2 separate regions of the Mus musculus genome follow, and region 1 is linked to region 2. Evidence: chromatin contacts called from public promoter capture Hi-C data. All regions are on one chromosome and are shown on one strand. Each heading gives the region's core, a stretch centred on a gene start, on an enhancer-like site or on the middle of the called end of the contact. The rest is flanking DNA. Distances are from core to core; before and after follow the strand shown. Region 1 has its middle 22 kb from the start of Ero1b. Region 2 overlaps Heatr1 (HEAT repeat containing 1).

Region 1 (6,997 bases), core at 1,970-4,469, 110 kb before region 2:
CCATTTAATACCTCAAAGACACATGGTGAATTTGATTTTCATATATATATATATATATATATATATTTATATATATTTATATATTTATATATATATATATATATATATATATATAAATCTTTTTTTTCAAGCCCAGGATTTTGCTCTGTCCATACTAGGTAAAGGACTCTCATAACTGCCTACATACATCCCCAGCCCAAGAGATCCAACCATCTTAGCATCAGTTCCAGGTTTTCTCCCCTGGATTGGGAGGATGTTATTTGTGGAAGAGGTTTCAGACTTGCTGTTAGATGACTCTGTGCACTGGGGCAAGTGTGGATTAGATTTCATTGAGTATTCTCATTTGCTTGGCTCTAGTCAGGGCAGGGTCATTCCTCAGGCTGGGTTTCGTTCACTTGTCACCTTAATGAATAAGGAAGAGGATGAAGAACAGCTCTATTTCAACGTGCAAGTGTTACCTTGAAAACATAATAACCCGATTTGCATTTTAAATAGCACGATGCTGTGACTGGGGAGCCAACTGAATTTTGATGCTTATGTGTTCTGTGTTATAAAGGACAGGATTTATATCTGTGAGTTCTTGTTTGCTATTAAGTTCTCTGACCTTTTCTTAGAATCTCTATCTCTGTCTCTGTCTGTGTCTCTGTCTCTGTCTCTCTCTCTCATAGGATAATCTCAGTCATGTGACCTTCCTACCCCAGCTTCCTGAGTGGTGGGATTACAGATGTGCAACCACACCCAGCTATATTTAGATTCCACAGAAACTCAAGTAGGAAAATACATTTTTGACCCCTGCCTCTTCCTGAACTCAGCTTGGGCTCAGCTCTGAGTTCATGGAATAAGAAACAGCCCTTCTTTGCAGCAGAGCCATCAGCCATATCCCAGCTGGAGCACGCACTCCCAATGGCATTAAGTAACACCCCTAAAACAACAAACAAGGACAGACATGACAGCTTTAACAGGTTTCCTTAAATAGACAATGTTAGTCATGTTCTACTAAACCCACAGCAGCACCTAGCATCTTGTGGACACATAACAGCAAAGGTTAGCTAATTAATATTCCTAATTTATTTAGAAGCACAAAATTAGTAGTATTAACTACTACTGTTAAAGTAGATGTTAGTGTCATAGGAGAAAGAAAGTAGGCTATACAACTGGGCACACAATGTGTGCACTTGACTGGACCAAGGCCCAGTACAGATCTAACTATAAAGCTAACAAGGGATCAGGAGCTGGAAAGATAGCTCAGTGGGTAAGAGTTCATATTTGAACCTGAGTTCGAACTCCTGTCACCTATATTAAAAAACTGAGCATAGCCACGTGTGCCTATAATCTCAGTGTTGGGGTCTGAGACAGACGGATCCCAGGAGCTCATTGGGTAACCAGCCTAGTCCAAAGGGTATGTTTCAGGTTCAGCAAGAAATTCTGTCTCAAAAGATGGAGGAAGACACCTGACATTCTCCTCAGACCTCTGCATGCACACACATGGTACATGCACATATACCATGTATGCACACACACACACAGAGAGAGAGAGAGAGAGAGAGAGAGAGAGAGAGAGAGAGAGAGAGAGAGAATAAGAGGCTGTGAATAACAGAAACATACAAATTTCTAACATCCAAAACCAGTATCTGCTATGATAAGTATGATAAGACACCATGACCAAGGCAACCAAGGAAAAAAGACTTTGTTGGGGGCTTTCAATATCAGAGGGAGAGTCCATGACTGTCAGGGTATATAGCATAGCAGCAGGCAAGCAGGCAAACATGGTGCTGGATCGGTAACTGAGAGCTTACATCATGAGACACAAGCAAGTGGCAGAGAGAGTGTATCCCACTCCTAGAGATGCACCTCTTCCAACATGGCCACACCTCTTAATCCTTCCCAAACATTTCCCTAAACTGGCAACCAAATGTTGATACATATGAGCCTGTGGAGACCATTCTCATTCAAACCACCATGTTCATAGAACTCCACAGGGGGCTCCAGGATGTAGACAAGACTGAGTTTCCTAGCCTCTGAAGAGCAAGGAAGACTGGGTTCAGAGACCCATGTCCCTGATCTTAGGCCACTCCCCACTGTGCATATAAGCACCCCAAATTCTAACAGGTACAAACTGCCTTTGGAGTGACAGTCTGTCAACACTGAAAGGGTAGGCAGCAGTTGGAACTAGAAAACCAAACAGCGATTCTTTTGTTAACCCAGCTGTGAGCATAGGCACTAGGAAAGCCAGCTGCCAGAGTCACAGGAGTCATTGCAGCCCTGCAATCATGACCATCACCAGAACCACCGTGTCCATATGGCCATGCACAGGTCTGACTTCCCACAAGGACCACTGCTTGGTTGATGACTGTTCCTTCCTCTACGATATCCGCAGATCTGCCTTGCTATTCCATCCCTTGATGAGTTCTTCCAGTCCCTATGACAGTGTGTCCCCAAGACAACATCTCAGTCCCCATTTCCAGGAATCTGCCACAGTCATCAGAATTGATCTCTGTATCTTGCTTAGGCTGGCATCAGACTCCAGGGGAGCCCAGGGCTGGTAGAAGGTTATAAGGCTCCTAAGGAGACACTGGCCTCATTGTCCTGAGTCAATACAATGGATTCGAGCCAGGACGATGGCTCAGCAGGTAAAGTGCTTGCCCTGTAAGCATAAAGACACGAGTTCAGAGGACTCATGTAAATCCAAGGGCCCATGTAAATCCAAGCAAAGTAGTTTGCATCTATAATCCCATGGACCATTCAATTCACAGGAGGTGAGACAGTAAAACTCCCAGAAGCTCATAGACCAGCAGACTGGATTGTGCATCACTGAGCAGGAAAGAAGAGACCCCTTGACCCCATCTCAAGTGAGGTAAAAGGTGAAGACTGACACCTTGGGTTGACCTCTGACCCGCACATGTACACACACCTGTGGCTCTACTGCACCATGTACTCACATGGGAACGCACACAGAAATAAAATTTCAAACAAACAAAAGTAATTTGAACAGATTACCAGCCTGTTCGATATGCTCTCTGAGAGATCAGACCTTAACTAACAGAGTTCATGATAGATCATTTATTGGAGGTGAGGAACTACCTTGAAGCCTGCCATGGCACCTTTTAATCTTGACACACAGCTGTCACAAAACCCCCAGGTGCTGCACTCCCATGGTGTACACAGTTTAGCTCGGCGTCCCATAGGAAAAATCTCCTTTAACGATCTTTTGACACAAAGGCCACCAGCCATGGGTACAAAGTGCACTGATAAGCTACTTCAATGCTGAAACATTTCTGGCCTGCCAGGTGTTTGCATGTGGTGTGTGCATGTCCCAAGAACTGGGATGAATTCCTGACCAGATCACTAATGCATAGAACACTAATATCACCCTCCAGGCAGCTACCACTTTGAACCAGTTCATAATTTATAAAACAGGGTTACAAGCCAAGAAATAGCAAAGAAGCAAGATTTGAATCCAGGAGATCTGACGTTGCATACAGGAAGCTTCTAGAACTTGGTTCTCGCTCCACCTTTGTGCTAGCCTGGCCCCAACCTCTGATAAGCTGTTCACATCTAGGGTCAGATGCTTTTCCTTCAAGTGGAACGTTCCCACAATGCTCCTGTGAACTCTAACCTTGTGAATTAACTGTCTACTTGATCATTTGTCAAGCCCATATCTAAGTCAGTAAAGTGCTTACTATATGAACATGCGGACCTGAGTTCAATTCCCGGAACCAGTGTAAAAGGCTTAGGTCTGGAGGCACCTGCTTGTGATCCCAGTAATAGCAGGGAGGTAGACACAGGTGTGCCCTGGAGATCCTCATCCAGCCAGACTACCCTGCTTGGCAAATTCCATGCCAGTAGGAGATCATTCATAAAAATTAAAAAAAAAAGACTGGGGGGACACCCACCCACATATGTGCATATACAGGCCCCCCATAATAATACATAATAAAGGAAATTTTAAGAAAAGCTTATGGCATACCATCCAACTGGCAAATAGTCTGCCAAGTTCCTAAATATGTGTGGCTTTGCCATCACAGGGACTGCCATCTAAAGAGGAAAAAAAATCCTTTAGTTGGTGCCTGTTTGACAGACAATATAAGTGCATGGTTCTTTCTATGTCACTACAATAGTTAAGCAATTGTATAATTAAGAAAATTGCAATGACAACTTACTTGTTCTTGATACAATCAAGGGTATTGTTGCCAGTTGAGTGCTGTGGGTTTCTGGCGTAGGAATCATCTCACTGTGTTAGCGTCAATGCCATGGAATTAACACGGAACTGGCAATTTAGCTGTAGTTTTGGAAGGAGGTTCCGTTGTGATTAACAAGCCAGCAGGGCTTGATAACAACTTTTATTTACCTGGCGTACAGCTGTCATGAGGTGGGTGACCGACCTACCTGAGGTGGCTGGTGATTTATGTCCTGAATTACATCTTGACTTAAGTGTGACTTGTCATTTGTGATAGGTGATAAGACTGTTGGTATTTATTTTCTCCTCTCTTTGGCAAGTTCTCAAGATAAAAGGAATTAGAGTGAGCCTATTGTTTTCCTTCTGTCTATTTACAGAGCTATAAAACTCAACTCTTCTTTACTAGACAAGAGAGGGAAGATAATCAGATCAATTCGGGATAAAGTTTTAAATGATTAATGGTTCTAAAGAGGGGTGAGAAATGAGAGCTGTCAGTTTGAAGAAAGTTCGTTTGTACGAGCAACATATTGTGTAGGCTAGAGATTAATGTGTGCTATTCTTAGAGTGAAAACTGAAGTAAACTGACTGACTGGTAAAGCCAGTTCCATGTCTCTTCCTCCTGGCTGCAGCCTGTTCTCTACACAAAGCACAGTGCTGAATGTATAATAACAGCCATCAAACTCTGTATAATTAAAGAACAGGCGTCAGCAAGAATATCCCATCAGAAGTGACAGAGGAAATGCATTCCCCAAAGATCTTAGAAATTGAAAACAGCTGCGGAAGCAAACCCACAGCTGGAAACGTCCCAGAAGGGGCCCCAAGGGATGACAGGATAAACCCACTGAGGCGAGAAAAGCATCAGGAAGGACCATTCCGAGTCATCCTATGGATGTGGCTGTCCCTCTTCCTGCCCATCCTCTTAGCCAGTCAAAGGATTGGGCTTTTCCCCCCTACAGTGGGCTGATCTGAAGCCCAGGTTTGTTCTTCCCAACCGCTCCAAAGTCACCACTCCACAGCTTTGCTCCTGAGCAGCTCACAAGTGGACGCAAGCTACCTAATGTCCTCCAGGTCGGGTTTTGTGACTCAGGGGTCAAAAGAGGTCCTTACCCTTGCAAGGCAGCAAGAAAGCTGATTTGCATCGAGGCCTCGCCCATTCTGCATCACCACACCCTTCAAGCTGAGCCGGCCACTTCATGGCTCCGCCCGCGGCTCCTCTATGACCAATGACTGTAAACCACGTGGACTCCAAAACATGGGTAGAATGTGACAGCTAAACCGGCTCCTCCGCCCTCTGTGTCCACCTCGCCCCCTTCTGGTCTTTTTCCCAACGTCTTGCTGTTGGGATCTCGAAATGCTTTCTGTACCCTGGCTCTCGAGACCAAGGTTCAGGCTTCCCAAAAAATGGGCTTCTTCTTGTTCAGACACCCAGGCTCTTGAGATCCAAGCTGAAGCTGATTTCAGAAACTGGGTACCCCACCTGCTGCGCAGGTGCAAACACGCAGCCCCAGACCTGCCTCAGAGCAGCTCTCCTTCCTATAGCTTTCTTCTGATTTGGGCTGGTGTCCAACAACAGGACCAGCAGTGTCTTCCATACCAGCTCCCAGCTAATAAAGGGGCTGGTATAGAATAGGATTTGTGCGAATGGAGTTAGAAGTAACTTCCCTAGCACTCCCCTATGAGCTAGTACAGTGCCCAGAAGCTCAGATAGCTTCTTGTTCCCTAGCTCCTTGGCTGCAAAGTCGACTCCTGTTCACGCACTGCCATGGAGCTGTTGTATCTGAGAAATACTCACAGATAGTACAACTTGTTAGAGACTGTTTTTTACCCCCAACGCATGCTTTTAACACCTTTGTCCAAAGTTAGGTGGCCATACCTGTGTGAGTTTATTTCTGGGTCCTCTGATCTATTTATGGGTCTGCATGTTCGTTTGTTTGTTTGTTTGTTTGCGTCAGTGACACGTTGGCTTGGTTACTATGTCTCTGTAATACACTTGCAGATTGAGTATTATGATAGTTCCAGCATGGCTCTTTCTGCTAAGGACTATTTGGGATCTGTTTTGTTTTCAGGTCACTTTCCCAGTTCTGCGAAGACTTCATTGGGGTTTGATGGGGGTTGAGCAGCATCTGTGGATTGGCTTCAGCACTGTTGCCATCTGCATTTGGAGAAGAATGAAACCAGACCCGGATCTCCCTCCCTGAACAAAAAAAAAAAAAAAAAAAAAAAAAATCTATTCAAAGTGGTTCTAAGATCTGAAAGTGCTGCAGGGAAATATTGTAACACTTTAAGACACAGGGGCAGGTAAAGATTTTCTGAAAGGCTCTTCCACAGCACAGGAAACAACCCCAAGAGTTAACAAATGGGATTATGTGAAACTGAAAAAGCAAAGAAGTTGTCAACAAAGCAAACAGTTTACAGAGTGGGAAAATATCTATCAGCATCAAGTAAGGGACTACTATATAGGATATATAAAGAATAGCACAGGGCTGGAGAGATGGCTCAGTGGTTAAGAGCACTGACTGCTCTTCCAAAGGTCTTGAGTTCAAATCCCAGCAACCACATGGTGGCTTACAACCATCTGTAATGGGATCCGATGCCCTCTTTTGGTGTGTCTAGAGACAGCGACAATGTACTCACATACATAAAATAAATTTTAAAAAAATCTTTAAAAAAAAAAGAATAGCACAAAATAAACACTAACAATCTCTCAATTGATAAATGGGCTAATGACCTGAAAAGATAAGAAAGAAGAGATACAATTAGCTATTAAATACTTAAATGTGGTCAACATTTTTAGCCATCAGAGAAATATGAATTAAAATC
Region 2 (6,665 bases), core at 2,815-5,314:
GGCAGTGTGAGCCACTGTGAGTATTGAGTAAGATTATGTCAGTGGTAACTGAGCATCAGCAAGTATACCCCCTCATTCCAGTGCACAACTGACTGCCCGTAATGACATAGACACTGACTCCTGTAAATATCTGAAGCTATTTCCTATGTGAGTAGTACAATCTCAGGGGCTGTGAGGTGACAGCTTCCTGACTTGTATCAGACAGCCTGTGGCCACAATATTTTGTCAGTGTTAGCTGCAGACTTACCTTCCATCAGCTCTGCTAGGAAAGGAATGGACTCTGGTAGCAGAACAATGTAATTCTCTCTCAGCTTCTCAGCCAGTGCCAAGACAGTAATCAAGGCTGCAAACCGCACCTGGAAGGAACAGGAGCAGTCATCAAGAATGAGACCGTGTCGTCTGTCCCTACTGCTGCTCACTCCTGTGAGGCCTGACCCGCATGCAGATGGTGCTTTGTACACTGAGTGCTCTTTTACACCCTCACTGTGATCACTCAGTGTCTACCACAAAAAGAACTACTATGTAGCCATTTGAGAGCTGGTAGTCTACATAACAGTTTTTCAAACTGTGTTCTAGCACTGTAGCTCTTTAAAATGTGAATAAAAACCAAACCAAACCAAACCAAACCAAACCAAACCAAACCAAAACAGAAAAACCACAGAGAAGCCAGTAAGATGGCTCAGTGGGTAAAGGTGCTGCCACCAAGCCTTGTGGCCTGAGCTCAATCCTCAGGACCCACTTAATGGGGGAAGAAGAGAACTGACTCTTGCAAGTTGTCCTCTGACCCCCCCCCCCAACAGCAAGCTTATGCCCCCACCCTAATACATAAATGTAAAACAAAACACCACCACATGTAAACTTCAGGGAGTCCTAGCATAGGCCTAGGTGGAGGCGGTTTGTTGGGTTGCCTAGACTGTGCCAACCTGGTGATGCAGCACCTCTGGCAGTCCCTGAATGACCGAGACTCCCACTAGGCTAGTTTCCTTCCAGCACTGAACAAAAGCTTAGGTGTTTCTCTCCACACACCTTGCCTATCATAAGCAATGCAAGTAGCTATGAGGTATTAATAGCAGGCCACTGAAACAAAATAGCCCCCTTTCTAATTTGGAGTAATTTTCATAATTATATTTAATCAAGATTTTCCTAACAGTAATCAAGATAAAATACTAAAATTTGTTTCTGCAACCATATGATAAATAGCTTTACTGTTTTTAACTCCTAGAAATGTGATCAATTGAATGACTCCGACTTTGGGCTGCTTATCAGTGAGGCTCTTTCTTTTTTTCAAAGATACACACACACACACACACATACACACACACACACACACACACACACACACACACACACACACACACACACACACACCATTGCTCTCCAGACACACCAGAAGAGGGCATCAGATCCCATTACAGATGGTTGTGTGCCACAATGAGGTTGCTGGGAACTTGGGACCTCTGGAAGAGCAGTTGGTGCTCTTAACCGCTGAGCCAATCTCTCCAGTCCCCCAGTGAAGCTCTTATTTGATAGTTTGATAGTGGTGATTTATTAATAAAACGGCTAGAAAATTCCAGGTAAGGAATGTTAACTTCACTCAATGTACCACGGCACTCATTTCTAACCAGTGGTATTTAGTATGCTAATGCTCCTGCCTACTTTACCTAGGGCACTGTGAAATATAGCTATTTATGAGAGCCTACAGAAGAAATCAGGAATTCTTTACTGTATATACGTGTGTGTGGTGGCTGAGTGTGCACTTGTGCACACATGCATCTGAAGGTCAGAGGCCAATTTCAAGTGCTGTTCCTCAGGTGCCACACTTTAATTTTTTCCAGCGAATCTCTCAGTTTTGCATGTAACTCTCAGATACATGCCAGCATGCTGGCTTTCTTTTTTTCTTCCTTAAATGATTTACTTATGTTTTATGTGCATTGGTGTTTTGTCTGAGTGTATATCTGAGTAAAGTGGGCAAAGCCATTGGAAGTGGAGCCATAAAAAGTTGTGAGCCACCATGTGGGTACTGGTAATTGAACTTGGGTCCTCTGGAAGAGAAGCCAACTCCCAAGTGCTGAGCCGTCTCTCTAGCCCCTAGCAGGTGGCTTTCTATGTGAATTCTAGAGGTCAAACTTTGTTCATATGCTTGCACAACAGGCACTTCATCAACTGAATCATCTTCCCAGCCCAAGAGTTCTTTATGAAAGCTAGAACTCCATATTATACAGCAGCTCAGACCTCTAGTAGTGCGGGCCTAGGGCCAGGCTGTCCCTGTCAGTACCCCGGCTGACATCATGACTCCAGGTGGGCATTTAGGCAACACCCACCAGGGGAATGCGGCATCTGAGACTGACTCCCAGTGCTCACCTTAGGGGAAGAGTCTCTTGTCTTCAGCAAAATCTGGTAGTTCAGGGGTTTCCACATGGAGTCATCTGCCATGGCCACAGAGAACTGTGCGATGCAGGGCACCAGGTACTTGGTTACCCGTTCCTGAAACCTTTCTTCTCCTCCAAGCCTGTTTTCCAGCTGGGAAGATACATGGGCTGTCAGCATTAACAGGCTCAAAAAGTAAGTTCTCCCCATACTAATCTTGTCTCTAGGGCCAACTTCTTCCCTCTGGATCTCAAACAGCTGCAAAAGCCCTTAGCACCAACTTCTCCCTCTGGAAGACCTGGGGTGGTGGAACTTTCCTGTGGGAGCAGCCATGCTCAGCGAGGCTCCTTTAACAATAGTTAACAAACCTTTTCAATGGATAAACTGACAATGAGATCTTATTTCTTTCCTTTTGAAATTCCCAAGTAAAACTCAATGAACTCCACAATAAAGACAAGTCAAACCCATGGAAAATCCATTTTTGAGTAACATTTTCCTTAAAGGATCCGTCTCCTGAAAACACTGTATGACTAAGCCTTGTAAGCTATCATGTCACATATACAAACCCTGCAGAGACGGATCCAGGAGGCCTCAGTGACAGAAGGCCTTGCAGTGGGTTACCTGATCCACCAGGGGCATCATCAGGGCTTCTGCTCTCTCCCTACTCATGAAATTCTGGGTGTCAAAAAGGAAGACCTTATACAAGCAGTTCAAGATAAACTGCAGCAACAAGCAGCACTTTTCAGGGTCACGTTCGGAGTCAAAGAAGGCTTCGTCTGTATGCAGGGAAAGAGTACAAATGCAAAACACTCAGTCCTGGTGCTTAGAGACACTGCCATAACTACAGCTAGGAGACTGTGCGAATGACCTAGAAGCTGTAAATGGTACAACACCAAACAATGGTGTCCACAGATGGGGCTCTCCTTTAGAGCTAAGACTGTGGTGCTTAAGTTGAGCAAGTTCAGATAATTATCAGCAAAGGACAGACCGATCCAAACCTGGGGAGGAACCCATGACCTTACCTATATCAGGGACACACTCTACCACTGGGCTGTCTCCAGTCCCAAATTATACAGCTACTACCAATAATGAGTAATAATGCCCACTTTACCCTTTCTCTTATGTCGATTATTTGTTCTAACATAATAGAAAATATGGCAAAGTAAAAGTTCACCATCCTTACACCAAGGATTGTAAGTCTTTTCTGAGCTCTAGGTCTTGTCTACGTGCCTGTGTCAGACACACGGACACGGGTGCCTTGGCCCAAAGGAGCTACCAACCTGTTTTGGAGATGTTTACTTGGTTCAAGGTATCAGCAAAAGGTTTCACCAAGTGGCCAGCAAACAGAGTGAAAAGGCCTTTCAACTTCTCAGCAATGCAGTCAGCCAGATTGTAAAATGTCAACAGCCTGTCCTTCGGCGCATCTTCTGTCTTGGCCCAATCAAACAGCTACAACCAGGAGAGAACAGTGACATCATCTACTCACCCTGCCAGTGACAGTGAGCATGACATGCAGGTAAGAAAGGCTCACCTTGAAGAAGAGAGGCCTGAATGTGACCTCTGAGAGCTTCACCACCATGGCCACTAGACAGTCAATGATCCAACCTTCCGTTTTCCCAACTTCCTCTAGATCGTCCTGAAAAGAAAGGAACTAATTGGCATGGACTCAATGTTTTGGCAAGGACAAATGCTACACTGTTAAAAATTAATCTGGCTCTTGCACAGATAGGAAATGACAGCTTCAGGGCCTGGGGAGTGGGGACCAGCTCACCTCTGAATGCTGTGCCCGGAAGTCCAGGGCTTCCAGGAAAAATGTGGTCAGCTGAGACTGGTGAGATAAGAGCTCTTCCTTCTTCATCACCCCAATGTGCTCTTGTAAGATGCTCATAAATGGGCCCATGTGATTCTACCGTGAATACAGCAGAGAATATGTTTGCCTTGTCTTAGAGCTCAGTGCATCCTCACAGAAGTGAACGATGCTATGCTCCCAGACACGAACACTGAGCATTCAGCACCACCTTCCCGCTCCAGAGATCAACAGTTAACACTCACCTTCCAGTTCTTCTGGATCTGTTTGAAAGTCTTGCTAATGGCTGGCAGTAGGACTCGAGGTGAGAGCTCAGTGGCCAGGGTCTTTTTAAGAGCTGTCAGGCGAATGTTAGCCTGTGAGGCAGAACCCATTTCTCTAGTGATTTTCTCTAGGTGAATCACCTGCAGGAACATGAAAAACAGTGACTGAGGGCACTGGACTGTGCTGGCAAGCACACTCACAGGATGAACAAATAACTCTTCTAAAGCAAACTGATTATCTGCAGATGAAACTGAGTGGATGACTCCCCTGACTGGAAGCCGATGAAGAAGGTGAATGTCGAGCGCAGGAGTACAGAGAACTCTCAGCCCGATCGATGGCTTTCCTACAACTCAGGTTCTTGCTCACTAAAAGCAGCTGAGGAAGACTCCATCAGCTTAGCCCCCTTCCAAGAGACAGCAGCTTTGAGCCCTTGCTGAAGACAATGAATGTCAAGTCACTGGCACCATGGCAGTCAAGACTCAGCTTCACACGGCAAGGAATCACAAACCAGAACACTAGTAACCTGGTCAAGGAGGACTGACTTTCATGGCTATTTTCAGCTAATGCCACTCGCTCACAGTGTGCTGACAGGCAACAGCTCACCTGTAAAGGAAGAAGCCCACTATATGAAACACCTTACAGCTAAAGACGCTTTCCCATCAAAGCCACAGCCATACTAATTTCCTAAATAACAGCGGGCAACTCTTCCTGCCACCCTCAACGATCTAAGGTAAATAAAAGCTGTACATCACACACAGCTGAAAGAAAGACACCCTATTTTGCCTGTTGGTTCCATGATGAAGCAGAGATGACAACGAAAGAGAAAGAGGTACATGTTCAACAGACACACACCTCTGTTTGGAAACAAGAATCACATAATGAATCATAGGAAGAGCGAGCCAGTAAGATGACTGAGGGGTGAAACTGTCCCCCTGGCCACCCTGAGCAGCAAGTCACAATAACCAAACCCACCTGGGTCAGAAGGCCTTCCAGGTAGGGGCTGATGAAGTGTGGCAGAGTCTCAACGACTTTGTGCAGGGCAGCCAGGGCGCTGAGCAGGCAGACCTCACTGTGGACCAACTCACTGGTGCTCTTCATGGCTGTCAGCAGCGAAGGCATCAGGCTGGCAAGAAGGAACAAGTGTGTTAGAGCAGCTTCAAGCCACAAACACTGAAGAAGGGAGCTGGGGACATGAAGAAAAACTCTCAGCCAGCTGTGTTTGCTACACAACACTGTAACCCACAGTATGCAGAATACTGCCTGTACATTTTCTACTACTAGATCCAAAAAAATCCTTGGTGCCAACAGTGCTGACACATGGTAGCCGTGAAAAGGAATGTCTTCAATGGCTGAACATGTGCAGAGCACAACAAGGCCTATAAAGAGAAACACGGTGTGTGTGTGTGTGTGTGTGTGTCTGTGTGTGTAGAGGATATGGCCCTGTATTACAGATGGCAGGGTTTTAAGATTAGTAACTTGTTACAATGCTAGCAGGCTATGGTCAGAGCCAAATGCAGAGTCAGGAGCGCCCAGCTTGCCTCTGCCACAGCAAACGGCTGCTCTGGCCATGCTTCCGCTGCTCCCTAAGCACTGCGACTCTGGAAAGGAAGAACATCGCCAAGCAATGTCTGAAGGTCACAGGAAATGGTGCACTTTCCAGAGCAAAGAAAAGATCAATTCTTTCACTACTCTATTTTCCTTTACTTTCTATTCAAGAAGCCGAAGCCCTGAACGCATTCCTTCCCCATTTCCGTTGTAGTGGCTCCTGTTCCTAGGTACCTGGGCAGCTGGGGGATGGCCAGCGCTTCCAGAGTGGACGTCACCTCTGCTATGCACAGCAGGGCGCTTCCCAGGACATTCTTCTCCTCCTTTTTCTCTGGTTCTATCAGCTTTACTGCAGTGCTGAGAACTGGTATGAAAGGCTCTCGGTTCTGTGCCCCGAAGTTCTTGCACAGGAGTTTCAGGGTGTACAGCGCTGTCTGTCTGTTAATTGCCTGTTCATCCTCTGCCTCCCTTTTCTTATGTTGCACAATGGCCAGAAGGACTGGAACCAGTTTGAGAAAGCGGTGGACCTGAAGAAATGGAAGCCAAAACAACCTGTAATCAGAGCTACAAGAAGGGCCAGTCTTCTTTCCCATCTCCCCTGCTTGGGTCTGAGTCCCAAGTCACACAACCACATTCAAGCAACTGTTCTTCCCCCACCCCCAGTGTAGAGCAGTCAGCTAGG

The links. Capture Hi-C pulls out chosen DNA fragments and counts their contacts.
Region 1: a contact with region 2 is called in a promoter capture Hi-C map of liver. The contact joins two enhancer-like sites. A contact is called at or near these places in 1 of 15 datasets of contacts at CTCF or cohesin (large pre-B cells), 2 of 484 Hi-C or Micro-C datasets (both in liver), 2 of 115 datasets of contacts at active chromatin or transcription factors (the 230-238 cell line and embryonic stem cells) and 3 of 9 other capture datasets (adipose tissue, liver and pancreatic islet).

What each region holds. Positions count from the first base shown.
Region 1 is chr13:12,540,628-12,547,624 of GRCm38.p6, reverse strand. No RefSeq gene overlaps it. Among named protein-coding and RNA genes, the nearest start is that of Ero1b, 22 kb to the left of the region's middle. Within about 2 kb of position 3,219, at least 11 of the 459 cell types and tissues checked have an H3K27ac peak or open chromatin away from gene starts, as enhancers often do. A contact at or near this core is called in liver, where this site is marked.
Region 2 is chr13:12,431,525-12,438,189 of GRCm38.p6, reverse strand. It overlaps Heatr1 (HEAT repeat containing 1), which reads right to left. Exons shown (of 45, transcript NM_144835.4): 36 at 6,218-6,510; 37 at 5,411-5,561; 38 at 4,420-4,578; 39 at 4,139-4,273; 40 at 3,899-4,003; 41 at 3,648-3,816; 42 at 2,989-3,143; 43 at 2,362-2,520; 44 at 248-356. Among named protein-coding and RNA genes, the nearest start is that of Lgals8, 27 kb to the left of the region's middle. Within about 2 kb of position 4,064, at least 3 of the 459 cell types and tissues checked have an H3K27ac peak or open chromatin away from gene starts, as enhancers often do. A contact at or near this core is called in liver, where this site is marked.